2 separate regions of the Capsicum annuum genome follow, and region 1 is linked to region 2. The links are chromatin contacts, called in public Hi-C maps. All regions are on one chromosome and are shown on one strand. The core of a region is the stretch at or near the end of the contact, and the rest is flanking DNA. Distances in the headings are between cores, read along the strand shown.

The links. Hi-C and Micro-C count contacts between places; a contact is called where the count stands out from the background.
Region 1: a Hi-C map of leaf shows a contact between it and region 2, with 2.0 times the contacts expected there. The contact joins the enhancer-like site here to the promoter of LOC107840038 in region 2. A contact is called at or near these places in 3 of 5 Hi-C or Micro-C datasets (leaf and placenta).

What each region holds. Positions count from the first base shown.
Region 1 is chr1:154,286,659-154,292,054 of UCD10Xv1.1, forward strand. LOC107852420 (protein ABC transporter 1, mitochondrial) reads right to left here. Exons shown (of 8, transcript XM_047398155.1): 7 at 4,361-4,477; 8 at 3,060-3,880. The coding sequence ends at 3,494. Among protein-coding and RNA genes, the nearest start is that of LOC107852420, 12 kb to the right of the region's middle. Within about 2 kb of position 3,618, at least 2 of the 5 cell types and tissues checked have an H3K27ac peak or open chromatin away from gene starts, as enhancers often do. A contact at or near this core is called in leaf, where this site is marked.
Region 2 is chr1:153,972,181-153,977,385 of UCD10Xv1.1, forward strand. LOC107840038 (charged multivesicular body protein 7) reads right to left here and starts at 1,872. Exons shown (of 8, transcript XM_016683753.2): 1 at 1,496-1,872; 2 at 1,345-1,401. The coding sequence starts at 1,717.

The DNA.
Region 1 (5,396 bases), core at 2,368-4,867, 320 kb after region 2:
GCCTTAGTGCCTACCCATTTAGTTTTCTAGATACACGCTATACTAACCCTCCCCTTTTTAAGAATCTTCACCAGCTCTATAGATTTACCTTGAAGCGACCCTATGTTCCAGGACCCAACTCTCAACCTAGAAGCACCCTTATCCTACCTAGCCCTACTCCCTCTTGCCCCCAATCCCCGACTCGAACCTAGACCCGATCCCAGCTCTGACCCCAACCTATGACATGACCCTAGTCCACCATCTATCACCCTAACCACCACTCAAATGGATACGATAGAAGAAAGCAAAGAAGAACACGACGAGCAAAAGGGGACGGTTAAAAACAACTAAATAGGCAAACAAAAATCAAATGAGATGAAAAATATATATATCAAAATGAGATAGGACATTTCCGCCTTCAATAGTCAAGAAATCTAGACCAAATAAACTAGAAGAGATGAAATGAGTGCACCTGATCCGAGGAGAAGTGAGTACGTGTTCTTGAATCCGTTCGTCGGATTTCGACAATTTGATGTAGAAATTGATCGTCGGAATTGCTATCATCATAAACATGCATATATAATTAATTTTATTTCTAAAATTCATTAGAAAAGAAAAAAAGAAATATAAATGAAAACGATGCATACCTCTTCCGAAAAAAAAATACTCTTGAATGGATAAAAATGAAATGAGTTACACTATAACAAATTATAGTGAACACTACATGTCTAGCAAATATTACAACAATTTCAAATACTCAATTTTATGATTTTAATTGATAATCAAAAACAATAAAAGGTATAGTCATTAATAAATGTACAGACACATACTACGTCTATCTAAAAGGTAATTTGGTTGATATGTAGAGCATTTTGGATATCTACGAGGTAAGAAATATACGCAATTATTACAAATGAAGTTTGACAGAAAATTTAAAAGTTGACCAAATTTTAAAAAATTATTTAATTGGTGATGCCACAATCTATAGAAAAAAATTTAAATATTAAATTTTCATCATAAACGCGGACTTCTTCAAACTTCAACTAAATTTTATTTTGAGTCTCACTTACCAAACTTATATTTGTGTGAGACTTTTCAAAACTTGACATTTGGACAAGTGGAGCCCACATGTACTATAATTTTTCTCTCTTTAAATCATTTTTCTTTGTCCAAACAAACTCCTCTAATTACTCTCTATCCTAATAAAAATTACTCTTTTCTGCCTATTTTATGTAACATGCTTTGATCAACTCTTTCGTCCTATTTTATGTAATATACTTTGATCGGCAGAGTTTAAAAAATAAGAAAAGACTTAGTGATGTTTATGAAATTATCCTATATTGAAAATGTATTACTATTATTTTTCAATTAAGTGAACCAATAAGGATAAATAAGAAATTATATTTTTAAATAGTTATCAAATAAAAAAAGACGATATCTTTTTGGGACGAATAAAAAAAAACTGCGGCACATAAATTTATGGGATGGAGGAAGTATATTCTCTTCACTCTCTCTTTCTATAGTCTAATATTTGTCTCCTCTTTCTTTTTAATTTTTCCCTTGCTCGTTTAGAAAGAGCTATAAACATTTCATGAAATCACTTTTATCTAGGGGTGGACCGTTCAGTATTCGGTTCAGTATTTTCAAAGTTTGGATTCGGTAAATCGATAATCGGTATTTGAACGTAGATACCGCATATCATACTTATAAATATCGATTCGGTAATTTGGTAATTGATAAATTAAACTTTGATTCGGTACGATTTTTGGTAATACCATATTAAAATTGGAGATGCGCAAATGTACGTTTAAACTTCAAAAAGTATATTTAATAGAAACCATATTTAGTATTCCTTTTGTTACTTTTTATGAATATATTACTAAGGTCCAAGAGATTCTTTAGGATGACTAATACTATTTTCTATTGGGTTGGTTACACATATCATATTATATATATATATATTACGATATTTGGTAAATATCGAATACCAAACGGTATTAATATCTTGTACCAAACCCAATTCCAAATACCAAAATGTCTAAATTTTACTCCCGAATACCATACCAAATATCTAATTGCCGAATTTTAATTAATCGGTTCGATAATTTAATTTTTGATATTTTATGTCCAACCCTACTTTTATCCATATCTATTAACAATTAAACTACTATAGTAGATTCATTGCAGCCTTTCAAGAAGATGGAATAATCCCCGAAAGAAATTAATCTACATACTAAAAAAGATATGAAGTATTTAATAATAATTAGAAAATAGATTGTGAATAGAAAAAAATAAAAATAGAGATCCAAAGTTACTATGGGAGAAATATTTTTACATCACTTTATTTCTTTGATGAAACCCTCACAATCACTTTATTTCTTCGATGAATCCCTCACAAAACGATAATGTAAAAGTAATGAATTTTTTTTTTCAGTTTATATAAGTGTAATAGAAGGAAAAGTAAAAGAGATTTATTTGGAAGAGGAGCAAAGATTTAGAGAAAAGACAAAATTGTGATTCAAGTAAGCCCGTTTTGTCCCCATGTCAAGTTTTGAAGAGTTCATACAACTATGACTTTGGCATATGAGACTCAAAATAAAATTTTTCCCTCAATAGAACCACAAGCAAAGATTTGAATATGTTGGGATCTTAGTTTATTGGATTATTATTTTTTAATAGAACTATCCCACACCGGGGTTCACCTCCTGTGTTAATAGGGGTTTGATACAAATCCCTATATCCCTTAATAGGATCAAATCACCTACTTTTCTTAGGAGTTCCAAGTGAATCCCAATATATATATATATTTTGTTTGAATACAAATTTGAAGAAACTCTCTTTTACACAAGATGTGAGCCAAGCTACTTACATCATTATGGTATCAAAGCATATGTCCACGTTGGTTGTCCATTTTGCAAGATTTGGCAAAAGCATTTGCTTTTCATCTATAAATAAGCAACTATGCATGGATTATTTTACATAAATAATATACGAAAGCCAATTTTAGTTTGCATTTTGACTTTTCAGATATGACTAAAGTTAAACCATTTCTTTTGAACAGTTAATTTCATTTGAGGGGATTCAACAAATAGCGCTTATATTGAAGACGAAAATGGCTAAAAGTGTACAGTACATTTTTCAGAATTATTTCTCTTAAATTTTCCTATAGCAATTACATAAGACTTCAAATTTGTATATCCTCCCCCTTTTCAAATTTGTATTATTCCAAAAAGATTTCCGCAGTTCCTGAAAAGCAGGAACGACACTTCAGCAAGTTGTGCTAGAAGGATCGTAAATCAATATATGTCACTCATGAGTTTATGTGAACATAGGCTTCACTAAATGGAGGTATAGCCAATGGAGCAGCAAATAGAGCCGCAGATACTGCCATTTAAATGCATTCCAGACCATGAATAGCTTTTTAGTTGGCTTTCTCATTCTTAAGGACTTTCTGCCTCATCCTTGAACCCGACGGACAGTTTACAATGCGGTAGATGGATCTCCATCATGACTCTCATCCGCTTGCCAATCTTTCACTATCATGTTCGCCAAACTCATATTTCTCGTACACTTCAAGTAACAACTCCCTGCATGGCACTACAGCCCCAAGCTTTATGCAAGCAAGGAAAGCTCCAGAAAGCTTACGGTGAAGACTGTAAGCCTCCTCAGGTGGCGGTGTCAGCCTGTGCCTCAGCATCGTTGCTCCAAGATTTGAAATGCTTTGAGTAATATTGTTAGCTCGAAAATCATAACCTCCAGGCTTTGAGAATGGCAACCCCACAACAAAACCTGCCTGAACATGCGTCTCCGTCATTATTTCAGATTCTTCCCCTGTGAGAAAACCAAGCCTCTGAGACAACTTTATTATTGCTTCCTGGTCATTGTTTGCACAAGCAAAAACCTGGTTTTGGTGATCGATCAGTATCTCAGAGTAAAGAATAATGGAATATAAAAGTGTGCTCATCTAGGTCTAAAGACTAAATGCCAACCATATATTATTTGTTATAACCAAAAGCTAAAGTCAAATATGTAGTTTGCCAGAGATGATTATGCTTTTACTAGAGAAAGCTACTGCTAACTTAAGACAATAAAAGAATGCTTCATATATAATCTTTAAAGAAAGTTGGCGAAAAAATGCAAGCTTCAACGCCAATAAACAATAGTTGAGATCAGAGATAAGACCACTACAACTTGAGCACCAGTTTTTTTATGTAGATTTGGTAGTTCCAAAGTGGGGCAAAGACATATCATTATTCATTTGGCTGAACCATATAATTATTTAAAGCTTCCCCCAGAGCTCTATCCAGTGAAACATAACTACATAACTTGTAAATAATGAAAATAAATTCCAGAGCAATTCAAGTAAGAAAAGGCATCTTACCATTCTTAGATAATCATCCACAAAACTTTTGGGGTAGTCACGAGCTGCTCCAAAGTCGATGAGATTGATTACTTTTTCAGACTCATCATAGAGGAAATTGCTCCAGTTTGGATCGGTCTGCTTAAACAAGTCAACATTAGGGAGAAGAAAAAGGACAGCTTGTTTTCATGAATTTTGTTATGCTTTGTAGTTTTTTCCTTTTCCTTTGTTTCTCCTTTTCTGATGTGATAGAGACAGTATATTTATAGATGTACGCAAATTTGTTTAATCAACACTTGAAAGACATACAAATTTGCTCTCAGATGTAGTTTCCAAATTCCCATACCACCACATAGTTTATCAACAAAGACACTTTGAACACTAACCCATCCTGAAGGTGGAAAAAAGATACTAGTATCATCGAATCATATAATAACACTTACCAGTTCCAAATTTTGTACCTAAAAAATTAAAAACTTTAATGATGAAAAGCATGATTCTAAATAAGGAACCTTACACTTACAAAGTCTTCAAAATGCAAAGTAGGATATAAGTTGTTCCTCAAAGAAAAAACTTATAGTAGAATTGTATTTCTAAAAGGTATATGCCTCCTGGCTCCTATCAAACGTTTAGGTTCATCATTCTTTAGCTCCTTGGCATCACTTCTCTTTGGTATAAGAGCAATGTGAAGCTTATTCTCAACGCTCTTATGTTGAAAAGTATTCATCATTTACTCTTTTGCAATTACCAGCACTTCAGGTAAATGCCATTGTATAGTTAATTAGTAGTCGAGGCCAGGAACTTTGGCACCATCATAGATTCTCAATGCTTCCTTTACTTCCTCCAAAATAAATGATCTTTGAAGTCATTCCTTCTCATCCTTTGGACTATGTTAAAGCTGATACCCAGCACCTTAGGGTTCACAATTAAGGAGGTAATTGATTTCTTTTGTCAATTGCTTCCTAACTTAGATTCAACATGTCACATCAGGTAACTGAATAATATCTTCAGTTATTTCCTATTTTAGATTAAATTTGCACCTTCACTTTTTTTCCTA
Region 2 (5,205 bases), core at 622-3,121:
TTTATCTATCATCACAAAATTCCTTTCATCCTTCTCTGTGACCATTCACCAAAATCCTAATGCTATGCCTTTTATTTTTGAACAGTGGTGGCTGGACTAAGTTGCACGCACCTCAACAGTTTCACCAGACTTCTATATTCTCCCACCAATACATGTACTAGATAACTCAATCCACCAGACTTCTATATTCTCCCACCAATACATGTACTAGATAACTTAAGCAAGTTGATAGAAGTCATTTTTTTTTTTGGATCTAGGTTAAAGAATACTAGTTTACCTGAGCCGAGGGTCTACCGGAAACAACCTCTCTACCCTCACAAGTAGGGGTAAAACTGCGTACACACCACCCTCCCCAGATGCCAGTTGTGGGATTACACAGGATTTGTTGTTATTAAAACCCTAGTCTCCCATAATTATCACTCTCTATTGTTTCAATAATGCAGTAAATGACCTTGCTGCCAATTCTACTTATCAGAATTTTATAGGAAACCCTTTCTTTTGTGGTGTCAGGTTGGGTTTCTTCAATCTTCCATCTCCAATTATGAATCAATCACAAAATCTAGCTTCTCTCCAGAGACTCTGGGGACCCAAATTCTTCACTATGTGCCTTGCTTGAGGAAATCTTTCTCGAGATTGGAAAGATAGTGTTTTAGACTGACTAACTTATATTCTCAATCGTGATGTAACTATTATGAGCTATATATGTATATTGTCATTTTGATTTATTAAAAGGTAAGATCTTGAGATAGAGCAAAATGTCTGGTAAGAATATTTATTCGTGAAATAGTATGTTAATTGATGCCATCATATCTCGATATAGAGATTAATGATACGTCTATTGTGTCAAACATTGAAAGTAGATTTTAGAATCTAACACATCAAATGTAAGTTAAGCATTAGATTTTTGGAAAACTTGACTAGTGAAATCAGTATCTCTAGATAAGTGGCATGATCATGTTCTCAATCATATACATAACTTAAACACTACTTCAAGTTGAGGCACAAACTTGAGGATATTAACTTCAAATTCAATTGCTAGAATTTCCAACTCCCACTACTACCCCCCTCATGCTCTTTCGGTCCATCCCAACCAAAAATCGCAAGCTAACTTAGACAAGTATTTGTTTATGCAATACATTTCCAAACCCACCAAAAAAAAAATTGAACATTTACTACTCCATCCAATTCATATTACTCGATCCATGTTGACTTGACACACCCCTTACAAAAGCTTTTTATCAAAGGTGCATTTTACTAAACTAACCTTATTAATAATGCTTTGGGAACTCTAAATATGACTACTGCAAGTAAAATGACATATCAAAATGGCCAAGTAAGGCATACCAGTACTTGATCAAGACACAAAGGAACGAGGCCTCCTCTGTTGAACCACATCTTCACCTTCCATTGACAACACAAAAGAAAGGGTCAATTCTTGTCATCACAAATGTTAGAAAGTAAGACTTAAGAAATAAAAAAAGAGAGGTTGGTTCACCTGAGAAGGACGAATAATGAAGATACGAAGGTGTCGAGCAACTTTGAGTATCAAATCCCTCCAGAATACATAAAGGGACTCCCAATCACTTCTCTGACCGCTGAATGCCTTGAACCTCGCAACGCACTTCACTTCATCATCCCAATCGGCTACTTCTTTCCTCAAATACTCTTCCACAGTAACATCATCCTCCATTTCCTGGATTTTGCCGCCAATCATCATTAAACCCTTTTTCCTTGTTATACCTAATCGGGAATTCAAGTGGCACCTCCTCTACTCTACTCTAATCTAAACACACTTTGAAATACCTCACAAATGGAAGCACAAGTTTCTAATTTTATTTGGACAAACATAACTTTTACTCCCTCGGTTCGTATTTTTGGGAACTAAATAATGATTTAGTAAATGTATCTTAAATTAGTCAATTAATCAATGATGAATACACTTAGTTTTTCATGTAATTACTAATTATTATGTAATTAATTAAAATTTTAATTGAACTTAGTAATTGCAAGGTAATTTTACTTAAATCAATTTAGTTATTACTAATAATGATTTAATATAAATCATTATACATCAAATTAATCAATTGATCACTCTATTTAGACGAATACATTTAATTGATATATAATTACTATGAAACTAATTAAAATTATAATTGAACTTATTAATTGAAAGATAATTTTACCTAAATCAATTTAGTTATTACTAATAATGATTTAATTTGAATCATTTCACATCAAATTAGTCAATTTATCAATCTATTAATTAGAATCCCTTTTAAAAAATTAATTAAGATAATTGAAATCAAATTAGCATTTTCAAAACTTGTTATTCGTTTTTAAAATACAAATCAACCCCCCACAATTTTTCTAATTAATGTGTAATAAAAATAATACAAGAGGCTAATGATTTCCCTCAATTTTGTTTTAAAAAATCTCAAAACATTTCATCTTTTCTCTTTCTCAATACTCAACTCTTTATTCCAACAGATTGCTCAAACCCTTTATAACAGATCAATTTTGTTCCTATTTTCGACCACATCAATTGTTATTTTTGACTTTTTTCTTCCTTGTACCCATCATTTTCTCTCTCTTTGCAGGCAAGAGTTCTATATTTTTAGTTTTTTCTAAAAAATTAGGGCTTTTTAGTTAATGAAGAAAAAGAAGAACTTTAGTTGTATCATTTTCAAGTATGGGTTAACAATTTTGAGTTTTGATGCTAAAAAATGCAAGAAGAACTCGAGAAAATTCTAGTTTGTGGTAGTTGTTGTCTTAATATGGTGGTTTATGTAAATGGAGTATATTTTCTGAGGAAAATATAATTTCTTCTTGTTGTTGTTCTTGTTCTCGAACATTGCTGTAAAAATTACACAAACTCAAACTTTGACCTTTTTCAAAAATTGATAATTTTATCTTGTTGTTTGTGTTGTTGTATCGAATCACTTCACTTGGTATTTGTTGGTGTTGTTAATGAATGTTGGTGTGTGTTGTTGGTGTTCTTTGTTTGTTTTGTTGGTGTTGTTTGTGTTCTAAGTATGTTTTATTTTGTTGGTATTGTTGGTGTTATTGTTGATGGTGTTAGTGTATTGGCAAAAACATTGATGTTATTTAGAGTGTGTGTGTGTCTGTGTGGTGATATAGAGCTTGGTGTTCTTGTTCTTGTTGATACATAATGTTGGAAACAACTATATATCTATTGGTTAACTGGCTTAAATTATTATAGCAATGTCCCATCTGCTGGAATAAATTAAAGCAACTCTTCCAACAGATGACCCACCTATTGCAACAGATGGGTCATCTATTGGAAGAAATCAAAATAAATTATCCAACAAATGACCCACCTGTTGCAATAGATAGGTAATCGGTTGGATCAAACCAGTAGCTAAATTATTTTGATTTCTTCCAATAGATATCTGTTGCAACAGGTGGGTCATCTATTGTAACAAATGACTCATCTATTGCAATAGATAGATCATGTAACGACCCATATTTCGGGCTAGAATATAGACCGTTATTCCTACCCGTAAATATTCCAAAAGCCTCCCTATTGATTGAGTCTTGATGAGCGTCTGAAATTTTGTTTGGATTTTATTCCAGTGGCTCACCGTGATTGGGCCGTGTCGCGGTGAGAATAGTGATGCAAAGGCCATCACATTGCGGTAGTGGCCAAATTGATGTTTGTCCAATTCCAGTGGGTCACCACGATTGCATCGCATCACGGTGAACCCCAAAACAACAATTGTCATGAACCAATAAGTCACCGTGATTCCACCGCGTTGTGGTGGGTATCGCGATGACACGATCACCGCATTGCGGTGAGCCTCAAAGACACGATTTGCTCAACAACTTTTAAGTCCGAGGGTAGTCTCGTCTTTTTCCGTACAATTCCTAACTGTATTATCTGAGGATTAAAATATTTTTAGGGCAGATTACGCCCATTTTTACTCAAAATTATCAAGAACAAAAGAACCTTAACCTCTTTTCCAAAGATCTAGAGCCTATATTCTATGTTCAAGAATTCAAGAAGAGTGTCAAGATTGGAGTTTCAATTCTCAAATTAAACTACTTAAGGTACATGGGGCTATCCTTAAAACTCTATGGACATAAATTGTGGTTTTATCAATCTTTGAAAACACGATATGATGTTTGTAACAAGGATTTGAATAATTGTTTTGAATAGCCAAGTAATGGAAACCTTTTTATTGATATAAATATATTGTTTTGGTCTTGAGGCCTCCCCTTGAAATTGATTTTTGTACGTATATATGTAAGTATGCTTTTTCAGTTTATAAAGATTAAATTGAGACCATGAATGATTAAACCCCTCTCATGTTGCATTACTTCTTGACTTCACATGTTATGGGTTGTGACATTGCATGATTGAAAGCATGAGATAAGTGTTTTAAATATTGTTATGAACTTGATCTTGTCTATGAATTGAAGAGAGGGGATTTCGTATCATACAAGTGTTTTATGGTTTGTAAATGCTAAATAAGATTATTGAAGGAATTTCATGGTTTATTACACGAGGAGAGACCACCATGGGTTTGTGAATTAAAATTGAGGATCTTTGCCTATGTTTTCATGAATTTCACTATGTGCATCTTCATATACTATTTGAATAGTTTGGTGGTCTGAGAATAATGTTTTAAAAGAGAAGACTACAACATGATAATGTATGGCTTAGAGATATGACTTGCAAGTCAACGGTATGATGATACCATATACATGAATGTCATAACAGAGTTAGAGATTCAGATTTGATTTCAGAGAATACATTTCTTAAAAGAATTAAAAATGGGCTTGAAAAGGGTTAGGTGGTTGTCCGAAGAAGGCTTGAGTTCAAATAAATCCTAGCCCAAAACCGTGTTTTGACGATACGGGTTTCATTATGTCCCCAAGGGGGACCATACACTGGCCTAGTACCCTGTGGCGTATCAGAGACAGAGACTCCAACTCTTGCGGCAAAATTGAGTTGGGGGCTTGGCTGCCGAGTCAAGGGCAGATTCCATATAGCCCGTGAAATTTCAGAGTTGTAGGGTATACCACCTAGCTCAGAAGTAATACAGAGCATCGAACTGCATTAACAAGAATGTTTTAAGATTATTAGAGATTGCCCATGTATTTTAAACTATATCATGTATGATGTTTCATGAATTGCTCTCATCTATTTTATATATGTATAAATTCATTATTTTGGATTGCTCT